Regions from separate parts of the Mus musculus genome. Here regions 1 and 3 are each linked to region 2. Evidence: chromatin contacts called from public Hi-C and HiChIP or PLAC-seq data. All regions are on one chromosome and are shown on one strand. Each heading gives the region's core, a stretch centred on a gene start, on an enhancer-like site or on the middle of the called end of the contact. The rest is flanking DNA. Distances are from core to core; before and after follow the strand shown. Region 1 has its middle 23 kb from the start of Nfam1. Region 2 has its middle 19 kb from the start of Mir3080. Region 3 holds the start of Nfam1 (Nfat activating molecule with ITAM motif 1).

The links. A called contact is a pair of places that touch in the nucleus more often than the background predicts. HiChIP or PLAC-seq counts read pairs in DNA pulled down with a chosen protein or histone mark.
Region 1: an H3K4me3 HiChIP or PLAC-seq map of forebrain shows a contact between it and region 2, with 2.7 times the contacts expected there. The contact joins two enhancer-like sites. A contact is called at or near these places in 3 of 39 promoter capture datasets (embryonic stem cells, liver and stem cell-derived epiblast-like cells), 4 of 484 Hi-C or Micro-C datasets (the AML12 cell line, bone marrow-derived macrophages and liver), 8 of 115 datasets of contacts at active chromatin or transcription factors (craniofacial prominence, embryonic basal ganglia, embryonic forebrain and 4 more) and 1 of 9 other capture datasets (embryonic stem cells).
Region 3: a contact with region 2 is called in a Hi-C map of cerebral cortex, with 2.8 times the contacts expected there. The contact joins the promoter of Nfam1 here to the enhancer-like site in region 2. A contact is called at or near these places in 10 of 39 promoter capture datasets (cranial neural crest, embryonic stem cells, liver and 3 more), 21 of 484 Hi-C or Micro-C datasets (the 63-12 cell line, the AML12 cell line, the CH12 cell line and 13 more), 11 of 115 datasets of contacts at active chromatin or transcription factors (bone marrow-derived macrophages, craniofacial prominence, double positive thymocytes and 7 more) and 4 of 9 other capture datasets (adipose tissue, embryonic stem cells, liver and 1 more).

What each region holds. Positions count from the first base shown.
Region 1 is chr15:83,054,422-83,058,351 of GRCm38.p6, reverse strand. No RefSeq gene overlaps it. Among named protein-coding and RNA genes, the nearest start is that of Nfam1, 23 kb to the right of the region's middle. Within about 2 kb of position 1,526, at least 89 of the 459 cell types and tissues checked have an H3K27ac peak or open chromatin away from gene starts, as enhancers often do. A contact at or near this core is called in forebrain, where this site is marked.
Region 2 is chr15:82,938,090-82,942,162 of GRCm38.p6, reverse strand. It overlaps a transcript of Tcf20 not described here. Among named protein-coding and RNA genes, the nearest start is that of Mir3080, 19 kb to the left of the region's middle. Within about 2 kb of position 1,517, at least 79 of the 459 cell types and tissues checked have an H3K27ac peak or open chromatin away from gene starts, as enhancers often do. A contact at or near this core is called in the NIH/3T3 cell line, cerebral cortex, cortical neurons and 2 more, where this site is marked.
Region 3 is chr15:83,031,956-83,036,040 of GRCm38.p6, reverse strand. It overlaps Nfam1 (Nfat activating molecule with ITAM motif 1), which reads left to right and starts at 2,644. Exons shown (of 6, transcript NM_001271411.1): 1 at 2,644-2,928. The coding sequence starts at 2,811. Gm32620 (a long non-coding RNA gene) reads right to left here and starts at 2,725. Exons shown (of 3, transcript XR_384275.3): 1 at 2,537-2,725; 2 at 1,689-1,782.

The DNA.
Region 1 (3,930 bases), core at 277-2,776, 120 kb before region 2:
ACTGTCACTAAAAAAGCCAGCCAGCAAAAATGGCTTGAGCGGACCTAGCCCCGGTCTTTTATTTTTGGCAAGGAAGAATAGAAGAGATGAGTAAATGCTCCCCCTGTTGCCACACAAATCTTTGGTCCTGTTCACCCTCCCTGCTGTGCTACATCTCCTGTCCTTGGCTCACTCCCCCTCACTCTCCAGCCTCGCTGGGCTCTGCTGACAAACTGACAAGAGACATTGTTGCCATTTCATCATGCCCCGTCCTTATCAAAGCTGTTCTCAGAAAACTTCCCTGTAGAATGTTCTGGAGTTGGCTGTGGGCACACAGCTTTGTAAATGTACTTAAAAAAAAATTAAATTGTATACTTTAAGTAGTCACGTTTTACAGTTAAATCTTCATAAGGCTATTCCCGGCTCCCTCTTCCTTTCCTTTATGAGAAGGGGAGTCACACTGGTCTCAGACTTGTCACTCAGTCTCAGTCTCCAAAATGATGGGATTACAGGTATTGCTGCCCCCTGGTTTGTTCACTTAATTAAAAAAAATTATGTGTATGGGTATTTTGCCTGCATGTATGTTTATGCGTTACATGCATGCAGTGCTAACAGAGGCCAGAAGAGGGCGTCAGAGCCCCTGAAATGGGAGTTACAGGTGGCTGGGAGCCATGTGGGTGCCGGGAATCAAACGGTCTTCTGTTAAGAACACCCCGCATTCTTAACCCCGGCGCCATCTCTCCAGCCCACCAGTTTACTTTTTAAGTACAAGAGAATTGTAGGGCAACAACCCTGTGCTGGGCTGTCATATCAAACGTCTCCAGTTCACTGCCCTGTTTTGCGGCATCTATGACTTGCACCGCCTTTCCTAACTGGGACATCCCTACTGCAGCCTCCTGCCAGCTAGTTCCTGGCTGTTCTCAAGGCTGAGTTTCTAACTTTGTCTTTACTGGCTATTTACCTCTGTCGCTGCTACAGTCACAGCTGTACTGACCCATCAGTTTGTCAGGTGTCTCTGGCTCTATCTCTGCAGCAACCGGGGCTGGCTTGGTGCCTAGCCCCTCCACATTTGACTTTACCCATCCCCCTATTGATTCTTGGGCCCTCTATAGCCAATGAGAATATATATAGTCCACACTAGGCTCATGGAGACTTCAGAAGTATGGTTATAGCTCCGCCCTCCCCGCCCCCCATTTAGCTTTTTCTTAACCTCTGAATTAACAATTAGCAATTTAGCAAGAACCACCTTCCTTGTCTTTCCAGAATGCTGCTTCTACCTTTGGGGGGTGGGGAGGGGTGAATAGACAAGGGGACTACATGTTCTCACAGAATGAGAGAGGAAAAGGCCAATTAACATTCAGCTAAGAGAGAGCATGATTTCTCCTATCAGCAATAAAAACTGACAGCTCTATCAGAAAATGAGCCGGGGGAGCCACAAAGCCTGGCAAGGCAGGGCGCCTGCAGCCCCAGCAGGAGTGATGAAGATGGCTGAGGGCAGGAACCGCTGCTGGGAGTCAGGGAACCACCAAAGGAAGCGCCTGGGGAGCCCAGCGGCTGCCACTCGGCTCCCGCTTTTGATCCCGCCCCAGGCAAGAAGAGCAGTGCTGCGCAGGCTTTATCCCTGTGACTCGGAGCTGCCACTCTCCCGCCGGCCTCTCCCCACGCACTCGTTTCCCCCTAACCTTATCATAAAAGGAGGCCACGTGGTGTCTATTTATGGCAGCGCGGTGGTCCGGGGAGAGGAGGCTCGCGGTGTGCCAATTCTGAGAGCTGGTGGAATTGCTCCGGTCCTTCGGAGCTTGCCATGCGGTGAAAGAATAAACGATGTGGGGGCAGGGCCGTGACTCCCACTGCACCTCCAGCTGACATCCAAGTCCCTTCCTCAGAGCCTCCGGGGTGATTTGTGTTATCAATCAGAGCTGCTGAACAGATCGGGCCTCCTAGAGCCCTAGAGCAAGAACCGAGCCGTGAGATGAGAGGAGGGTGGGTATGGGGGGGGGGGCACCCTCATTTGGCTTGAAAGAGAAGATCGGTCCCTTTACAAAACTACATTTCTACTTGATGCTTAAGTAGAATGGCTTTTAAAAACGGAAAGAGAGGACGCCAGCGAGAGAGGGAAGCTGCAGTGGTCTAGGGGCTGGCGAGATGGCTCAATGGACAAAGGGTCTTGCGGCCCATGCCGAGCTAGAGGACCTAAATATGAGCCCACCCTCATGACAGGAGGAGAGAATTGATTCCTGAAAGTATTTTGTCCTTCACAGGATCTCACCCTCCCTCCCTTCTCTTTCTCCATCCTTCGCCCCCTCCCTTCCCAGCCCCCCTCCTTTCTCCTGTTCCCCTCCCCCTCCCCCTCCCTCCCACCACCACCACCAAAAAAAAAAAAGTAGTGTAGAGTATATTGCTTGCTTTCATCTTCAGCACAGCAGGGGCAGTTTGGGGCTGCTTGTGCATACTTCTGTATATATGACAATGAAACAGAGGCAGAGGCAGAGGCAGAAATGCCCAGGCATCCTCGGGGCTATCCTGGGCCTATCCTGGACCCCGTTCTTCTGAGAGGTCTTTAGCATCCTGATCAGGCTCAGCAGCACAGATGACAGCTGTGGTGTTCTGGTTAGCTCTCTGTGTGCGTTTATTGAGACAAATGCTCCTCCTGTAGTCTGGGGTGACCTTGAACTCACTGTGTGGCTGAGGATGGCCTGGATGGAGCCTCTCATCTTTTGCCACCTCCCGGGTCCAGCCTGCATGCTTTTGAACTTGAATTTTAATCCAGTCTCACATCTAAAACGATTTCCCTTCTTTTGGGTCTCAGTACAGTAGACATAGAAAGGCGGCAAAGTCGGGGCCTTTCATACTCAAGAACTGGTTCCAGATGAAACCCACAGTAAGTTCAGATCTGCGTGTGGATGCTACGTCCTTGATTTAGGCAGACACATTAGGAGACAGCAATTGGAGCTGGTAGGATGGCTCAGTGGGTAAAGGCACTTGCCACCAAGCCTGACAACTTATGTGCACATAACCACTTGCAGACATACATTACTGCATACAATGAAAATAATAAAAATATTTTTTTAAAAAGTTCAAATTTATCTTTGGGTGTATAGTAAGCGGGAGCTAGTCTGGGCTACATGAGACTCTGTCTCAAAATAAAATAAAAAGACAGACAACACAGACGCATACAGACATATTCGTGCACACACACAGAGAAAGAGACAGAGGAAGGGAAACGGGGGGAGAGAGAGAATATATGAATTCATGCTTATTTTCCAGATTAAATTTAGGATGACAGAGTCGATGCATGTGCTCTGTGATTTTATATTTGTGCCAAGACATCCACCGCTTTGGGATTGACCTGCCTGGGACAATGGAGAGTTACAAAAGACGGATACATGCCGGGCGTGGTGGTGCACGCCTTTAATCCCAGCACTCGGGAGGCAGAGGCAGACAGATTTCTGAGTTCGAGGCTAGCCTGGTCTACAAAGTGAGTTCCAGGGCAGCCAAGACTACACAGAGAAACCCTGTCTCGAAAAACAAACAAACAAATAAACAAAAGACGGATACACACGCTTACAGACAAGCAAGGACCATGTGGGCTGCGCACTCTGATGGGGACCACCAGCAGCTGGGGAGCACCAGTGGGGGTGTGGGGGAGCAAATCTCTGGGGAGGTCTCTGCGAGGAGTGGCAGTCTCATCTCAGGGATCAGTCCTGGAGAGGTGGAAGCCAAAATCCATAATTTCTGCACACGAGTGTACTTAGATCAGCCTCTGCCGTTCCTCTGGAGTCTGAGGCTTTGGGGTGACATGTCTGTGTTCATGTCAGTAATGCACATTCACGCAGGACTTCATTTGCATCTGACATGTTTGTTCCTTTTTCTCTCTCATGATGAAAATATTGTTTCCTGGGGCTGGAGAGATGGCTCAGCGGTTAAGAGCCTGCTCTTCCAGAGGTCCTG
Region 2 (4,073 bases), core at 268-2,767:
CCCCCTTTTCCAAAAATGGATTTACCGTTCCACTGTGTGGCTCTCCTTCCTCCCCTTCCACTCTCACAGGCCTCTGAGGGAAGTGAAGGGTGTTATTGTATATTTTAGCCGATTGTTCCCCATACGCCCCAGTCTCTTCGGGGTGGGGCTGGGGGGGATGGGGGAGTAAGTAAATTATATATTGAACTCCTAACTGGAGCTGAGGCCTTGTGGTTCCCATGGCAACCAGGCTGGAAATAGCTCGGCGTGACATCAGCACGGTACAGGTATAGCCAGATCCAGCCGTTCCCCAAACAAGCTGGCTCCAAGGGGAGCAAGGGATGTGTGTCTTAATTAGCATATGCAAATCAGGCCTGGCAAACAGGGTGGGGCCTAGGGTGTCCTAGCAGGGTCTGTGGCCATGGCTAGGGCTTCTGGCAGATAAACGTGCCGGGATGTTTGTGGGTACCGGGACCCAGTCCATCCCTGGCATACAGCCTTGTGCTGGGGCTTGTTGGGACCTCCAGTGAGGGTCTTTGCTGCCTGGGCCTGCCTGCCCCATAGGGCTCTGGGAGCATGGCCAACTGGGATGCCGAGGAATGGGCTGGCACACATGGGGAGAAGCCACGGTGATTCCCTGCCTAGGCTCCAGCAGGGTCTGGCTCATCTTTTCTCCCCTGCCCATCCCTGCTTGTGTGAAAGGTACAGGACTGCTGCTCTCCAGTGGCTCTGCTGCTGTGTCCCACCCCTGTTACCACTCACCCAAGTAGGGAGGAACAAGCCCCATTGATGCCAGCCTGACAAACGAGGCCTCTTTGGGCCATCTCTTGTTCAGTGCCCACCTCAATGAAATGGAGGTGCTTTTCCTGTTTTGTCCCCTGTGGAATGGTGAAGAGACTCAGAGAGCATGGTGGGCCCTGTCCAGTTGGGGTTGGAGGTTTCTCCATGTCGTATGTATTTAAACCAGTGCTTATCATCCAGTACCTCCCTCCCCAGCCACACACAAACACTTGCTCCATTGAGACTCCAGCGCTCACAGTACACTTCTAGGTGAGGTGAAATATTGCCACCTTCAGCGTGGTGGTTTCCACGCGAGGGCTCTTGGCTGAACTGCCAACACTCCAGCCAGGCGTGCTCTGTGGCTAAATGAGGTAATTTATTCGTTCCAGCAAGTGCTGAGGGTGTGTGGAGTGAGTCAGGCAGCCCGGCACGCAGAGCATTCAGTCTTCAGCAGAGGCAGACGTGCACTGTGGTTGGGATTCTCTGTGGGTCTTCAGGGGTCTTCGGAGATTGTCAAGGCCACCAGGCCTCTGAGCCATGCCTTTGGGGCACACTTTCTACTTGGCAGTGAAGGGGCACAGGGCAGGAGTATTCCTGGGAGAGAAGCTGTGGGCACAGAAGCAGAAAGGGACATTTTGTATTTGGGGATAGGGTGACTTTAGACTGAAGTTTTGGGGATGAGACCAGAAAGGGCTGCCGATGCCAGCATCAGGGGCTGGAAGCCAAGGAGTCTAGCTGTGACTCAGTGAGAGCCATTGGCAGCACTGGAGAGGGGTGGGGGAGGGAGGGATGTTTCATGCTAGCTTCAGGAGGAAAAGGACTGGAGAGACCTAGGAATGAGGCCGCTCAGAGGGAAGGTGGTAGTGATGCCAGTGGTATTGACATGAAAACAGTTCTGTCACTCTGGAGACCCTGGCTGTCAGGGTGCTTCTCCCATTGGAGGATGAAGAGGGACCTCTGGCTTCAGCTTCTGCAGCTTATAAAGTTGTGGAGTTACAGTATGTGAGCGTTTGTTCTCCGGGGAGTGGTGGGCAGGTGTGGGGAGGAAGGGCTGCTCGCCATAGGTGCTTCCTGCTACAGTCTCTTGTATTTCCGTCCTGGCTGGGTTGTGGCCCTCTACACATGAAGGTGGAGGTGAGAATCACCCCTGGCTCTCTCAGGCTCCTGGTTTGGGGGTGGATGGGCATTATTTTCATCCCAGTTGCCATCTAGGGATGAGCCTGGAAACCTGGAGATGCAGATAGGATCTGGCACCGGGTACCAAGCTGTGCCCTCCTGGTAGATACATTCAGAGGCCATGGGTGGTGCAGGGCTACTTGGGGTGCGAGGAAGGGCCTTGTGTGGTAGGTGACCTTTCTGAGCCTCTGGGACCAGGCTGCTGGGACCAATGGACATGAAGGTCACACTGCGCCCTTTACTGCTGTCTCTGTGCTCCTAGTGACCCCTGGAAGTTCCTGGAATTGATCTTGCTTGCCTCCACAGGGCCTTGGAAGCCATTTCTCCCTCCTCCAAGACCCCTACTTCCTCAGCACTCACTGTGAGAAAGCCTCTGGCTACTGGTGAGACACTGTCTGGTCCTGCCCTTAAGGGGCTCTCTGGCACGTCTGGAGGTACACATGTGAGCTCTGAGAACCCCTTGGTGCTGGAAGGGGGGGTCAGCACTGTGGAAGCTTGTTGGGGATCCTGCCATTCAGTCAACACTTCTGAGCCTCAAGGAGCTAGAGGAGCAGGCGGGAGACAGGTGCTGCAGCGACGGCACAATGAACATAGTATACCTCAGCCGCATGGATCCAGTGGGCTGAGCTGAGCAGAGACCCTCATATTTGCGTACACTTCTAGATAGTACACCCTCACTGGACATTTCCTTGTCACCACCCCGACCACACTGGTCTCTCATTTTCCGTGGGTCCCAGTTGCCTGGACTCTTAACTTCATTACACTGCCCATTCATGTAACCAGCAGCTCCTGTTTCTGTCCCCACCTCTACCAGCCTATAGGGCTGCCCTCAAGAATGAGGGAGGCTTACTCAGTTTTGGTTCCAGGGCCAGCTCAGGACCTTGACAATGGATGTTTGAATAAGTGACATTATTTTGTCTGCCTCTGTACCCATCTACGCCTAGGTTACCTGTCCTCCCCCTCTCCCCCCGCCTCTTTGCACCTGACCTAAATGTGCTGGTCTCTCAGCGTGCCTGCCCTCTGTTTCCTCCTCACCTTCAGCCTTCACTGTCTACTCAAGGACTTGGGATCCCCAGTGAGTGGATCCCTGGCATCTTGGCACAAGTGGCCTAAGGCTGGCTTCACTCCTGGAGGGTCACAGGTGACTGCTGAGCGACTGCACCTTTCTGGGCCTTCCTTTGTAGACTGGACTGTCCTGTGGTGGTCCTGAGGTGACTTCAGTCTGCCATCTACCCTGGCCCTCAGGCATCAGCTGCGAGTTTTTGAAGAGTTATGTGATAAGCTTTGAGTGTTCTGGTCCAACTCCCTGCCCCTCCCACCTATGGAAGTAGGCGCGGACAGTGTGGGCTATTGGGATGTGAACTGGGGCCACTGGTACAGGATGGGGAGGTGCTACTGACCCAGACTGAAGTGACCAGATACTGGCTACCAGGCTGTTACACTGCTGTTGCCTATCTTCTGGGCCACTTAGGATCCTGCCTCTCAGGCCTTTCGGCACTTATAAACTATTCATCCATCCATGCATCTGTCTGTCCGTCCATCTGTCCAACATACTTTGGGTGTTTGTGCCTGAAGCAGAAAGAATGAAGGGAATATGAAGTAGTTCTGTCCTCCCTGCTGGCTCTCTGCTCCCCCTCCCAGCTCCTGGGTGCACGCCTGTGGGCTCCTCTCCCTGTTGATAATTGCTCCCTCCTTCCCCTGGGTCCTGGGAAGCAGCTGGACCAGGTATGGGCTGCCTGGCTACACGCCTGCCCCCTCCCCCGCTGCTTGGCTGCCTGCCCACCCTCTGCCATGGGAGGCATTGCTGCCTGGGATTTGAGCTCCTCGGAGGGCCTGCGACGCGGCCGTGGGGAAATCACTTTCTGACAGCGGCCATCAATTTTGCTGAGAGCCCATCGGCGCTCTGGCAGCCTGTCCTTCGGCAGAGGCAGCTGGTCTGTGTCAAGCCCCTTCGTGTCCTGATGACAGAAGCGATTCGCATTAGGCGTCTGCCCTGAGCAGAAGCACGTGTCCAGAGAGACAGATTCGGCCAGTTCCAGATGTATACATCACCTCCAAGTTCATCTTGAGGTTCCTGAGCTGGTGCTGTGTAGCCGAGCCCCATCGGGATCCAGAGCCCTCAGGAACAAGGCTCTTGC
Region 3 (4,085 bases), core at 1,395-3,894, 93 kb before region 2:
ACGTAACTATTTGGTTGGGGGTGGCGGGCCAAGATTAGAGAATGAGGATGGCTGAGAACTGCTGCGCTAGGATAGTGGTTAGAAATCACTTTGTCTTCTCTGTGCCTCAGTTTCTGCACCTATTAAATGGAAGGAATTTCAGATACCAGCACATAGGGTTGCCATGCCCATTAAGTTGGAGGTGAAGAGTGTTTGGCCCCAGCGGCTAGGCTGGACCACACAGTCATACTGAGTTGTCCTGGGTTATCTTTGTTCCCTTTAGACATGGCTCCTCAAGATGGGCTCTTGCTCTTCTGTATCTGTTAGGAAGGCTGGTGCTGTGGGCAGAGGATGTGCCCAGCGAGATATAAAGGGTAGATGGGGGGTAAGCGGGTGCCTAGTGAGACCCACGCCACGGCTGACATGTGCTGGCCCCAGGAATCTCATCTACAAAGTCAAGCTCAGAGGCCCAGCCCAGAGCTGTGAAGTCTCTGTTCTTTCCTGTCCTCCTCCTACCTTCGAACCTTGCTACTACTTATTCAGGGCTCCTGCCTGGGGCACAGGACAGGAAAAAAAAAACAAAAAAAAAAAAAAAAAAACAGCAAATGGAATGGAGCCCAGGTGGTCTACAGCTCAAAGCACTGGGTGACAGGTGCTGGAGAGTCACGGAGACCTTTAGGTTTCTGAATGCGCCTTGGTTTGATGTCCATTGGGTTGTCACCTGGGTCAGAGGGGCTCTGCTTCTCAGGTCTGTCCCTGCCTCTTCCCAGTAGCTCAGGATCCCCACGGTGATGCAGCCCCTCAGCCCCCTCCCCTCCTTTGCTGTGTTCTCATCAGCCCCACCCAGAGCCCAGGCAGTGCTTGGCCTCTGAGCAACTTCCTGCACCAGCATGAAGTCTTGTAGAGTTGAAGACCTGTGCAGGGGGTAGGACAGTGAGTGGCTTGCTAGGTGTTCAGCAGGGTCCCGTAAGGCCCCGCTGCCTGCAGCTTAGGTGCAGGTATGCTGTCAGGGACTGACGTTTATCTGCACGGGATGCACAGCAGTACCAAGCACAGGCAGGGAGGAGCAGCTAGCTGGCACCTGGGCAGGCATGGGGACAGCACCAGTGTTGGGGAAGCCAGGATCTGTGTTTCAGGCAGCCTGGCACTCAGGCATCTCCTGGTGCCAAGTCATGAGGAGACTCACGGAGGCGCAGCCCGATGCCTTTAAAATGCTCCCTCTGTGCACCGAGGCATTAACATGACGTCTATCACCATGGCACCGGAGTGCTTAGACAATCTGCTCCCCGCAGGAGCTGGGGAGCGGCGTGAAGCAGATTATCCATGCTTCGCTGTGACACTTGTGATCATGTATCACCTTGATGGATCAACAGCCAATACCGCCTGGGTCCCAGCCCGCCCCTTCGCGCTGCCTCTTCTCCTGTTCATACACATCTTCCTCTGCGGGTGGGTGGCCTATGGCTGCTTGCCTCTGCACACCAGTCTCAGGGTTCTTGCTCCCAAACACCCTGCAGCTTTCACTGTTAACTGTGCAGAGGCCAAGGGGAAGGGATTTAGGCAAGGTACTGACAGAAGCCCCCATGGTGATATGAAAGGGTGGGGGAGGGGGGGAACATCAGCCACGTGCCCAGCCTCCACCACACTGGCACAAGTGGCAAAGAAAATCCAGGTAAAAATCTATCTGTCCTTCTCATTTATGCCCCACAGACCTGCCGGGATCATGAGCTAGCTGCTTCACCTCTTCATGCTGAAGTCTCTCACTGGTGTGGTGGGGCTACTCAGGGCTCTCTTGGGTTCACGGCTCTAATGAGAAAAGTCGAGACTCAGCAGGTCTGGCCCTCAACTTCTTTCCTGCTGCTTTTCTCCCCTTGTCCTCTCAGCCCCTACCTTTCAGGTCACAAAACAGACACGGGGCTCCAGGACCTTAGGAGTTCTCCCTAGAGTCTGCAGAGGATGGCCCCTCCCCCCCTCATAGGAAGCCATCACTGTCCCAGTACTGAGACCTCTAGCGCCATGGGGGCTTCGAGAGCAGAGCTGATAAGGAAGGAGGCAGTCAGGGGCCTGTGTCTCCTCTTGGGTGGGGATGGGGTGAAGTCGGGTTAGGGAGCCCCCCCCCCACCCTAGGAGGAGGAGTGGGAGGAGGAGGAGGAGGAGGAGGAGGAGTGGGAGGAGGAGGAGGAGGAGGAGGAGGCGTATCAGTTCAGGTGGATCAAGAGGAGTTCCTCCGAAGAACCAGCTACTGTCTCTCACTCCAGGATGTGTTAAATTCCCTCCGGAGGCTGGGACAAGTGGCTTAAGGCCCTTCAGCCTCCCAGTCTGCCACTCCTCTGCTTATTCTTCCCCCACCCTAGGCTCCCCCCACTCCCACCCCACCCCCCCTTCAGGACACCTTCTCAAGGGATGGCAGGGACCTTGCAGGGATGTCTGAGCAGGTGGGATTATGGTCATTTTTAGGGTTTCAGACCTAAGGAGCATGGCCACCCAGCTTCCAGGACAGGGTCCTCTGCTGCGAGGGACTAAGGAGGCCCCAGAAGCCCGGGAAAGCCAAGGTTCCTACCGCATGCTCTTTTCCCACTGTGTGGCTTGGATGAGTTGGAGCCCCAGGCTGTTTATCTGTTGGAACCCCTCACCAAGGTTGCTTCCGCTATTTCAGAGGGAGGTCAGGGTTTCTGAGAGGAACCGCCTTGAGGAAGCAGAAGGGTGTCCAGAGGAGGAACTTATGGGGACACAAAAGGGAACTCTAGCTGCCAGCAGGGGCCTTAGTCTGCAGTGACCTGAAGCGGAAGGAGGAACAGGCTTTGATAAGTGTCCAGCTTGGCGCACGGTATTCCATGGAGAGCTGGCTTCTGCGACGTGGGGCCCGAGTGCGATGCCTGCACCCACCCAGCTGGCTCCCAGCCTGGTGCTTCCTCTGTTTGCTGCCGGTGCCCCAGACCCTGCAGCTAACAGGCAAGTCTGTCTCCTTCTCACGTCCTCTTGTTCGCATACATCAGAGTGACTTTCATCCAGCGGGAACAGCTAATTCCCGGGACCTGTCTCTGGGGATTTGCTGGTTGCGTTTGAACATTGTAGACTTCATGTGGGAAGCCTTCGGGGACTGAGAAGATATTTAGCTAATGCCTCGTCAAGGTGGCATTTGAAGGGGTTGTGGGGGGACGGTGCTGTGTCTTCACCCCAGTGTTAACAGCTTTCCTGACAGCATAGCTTAGGCCTCCTGGTCCTTAAATAAGGAAGGTGGGTGCTGTGTTTTTGAGGTCAGGTGTGGAGTCCATGGAAAAGACAGCTCTTACAAGGCTACTGTGGTAGAGGAGTTCTGTTGAATCTGCCAGGTGGTGGAGCTGCCCTGGGTGCTGCTGGTGGTGGTTGGTGAATACAGAGAAAGGCAGTCAGAGCACGGCATCCTGGGGCCACACTAGAAAGGGTCACACTTAGCACTTTCTAAAATGCAGTCAGAGGCCAAGGATTTTATGACCAGCGAATCTCCCCAGGGCCAACACTGCTGTCCTATCCTAGTTCCAGGCTCCCTTGGAAGCTGGGAGGTCTGGATTCAAAGCAAGCTGTGGGGTAGAGGCCAATTTATCTAGGCCAGCGCACCTCCAAGGGTGTCCCTCTCAGGTGTGTTCCCTGGTGGTGCTGGGTAATGTCTGTCAGGCACTATGTGTTCTTGCCTTGGCCTGGCTAGCAGCTGGTCCATTGCTGACCCAGGGACACTCCACTGTGGAGGCTGAGTACTAACTGTTCTCTGTTTGACTTTACTTATTTATTTTATAAATCATGTGTGTGTGTGCGTGTGCCTGTGTGTGCCGAGGTGAGTTTACGAAGGTCAGAGGCCAGCCTCGGGTGAACATCCTTGCCTTCTACCTGTTTGAAATAGCCTGCCTGCCTGTCTGTTTGTCTGCCTGCCCACCCACCCGCCCATCCGTCTGTCTGGTCTGTCTGTCTGTCACTGCTGTGAATGCCAGGCTGGCTGGCCTGCAAGCTTCCAAGGATTCTGTCTCTGCTTCCTGTCTTGTGGCAGGAACAATAAGATCAGAGACACGTGCTACTCTGCTTTATTCGAATTCCAGGGTTTCGAACTCTGGTCCTTACACTTATGCTGTGAGCAC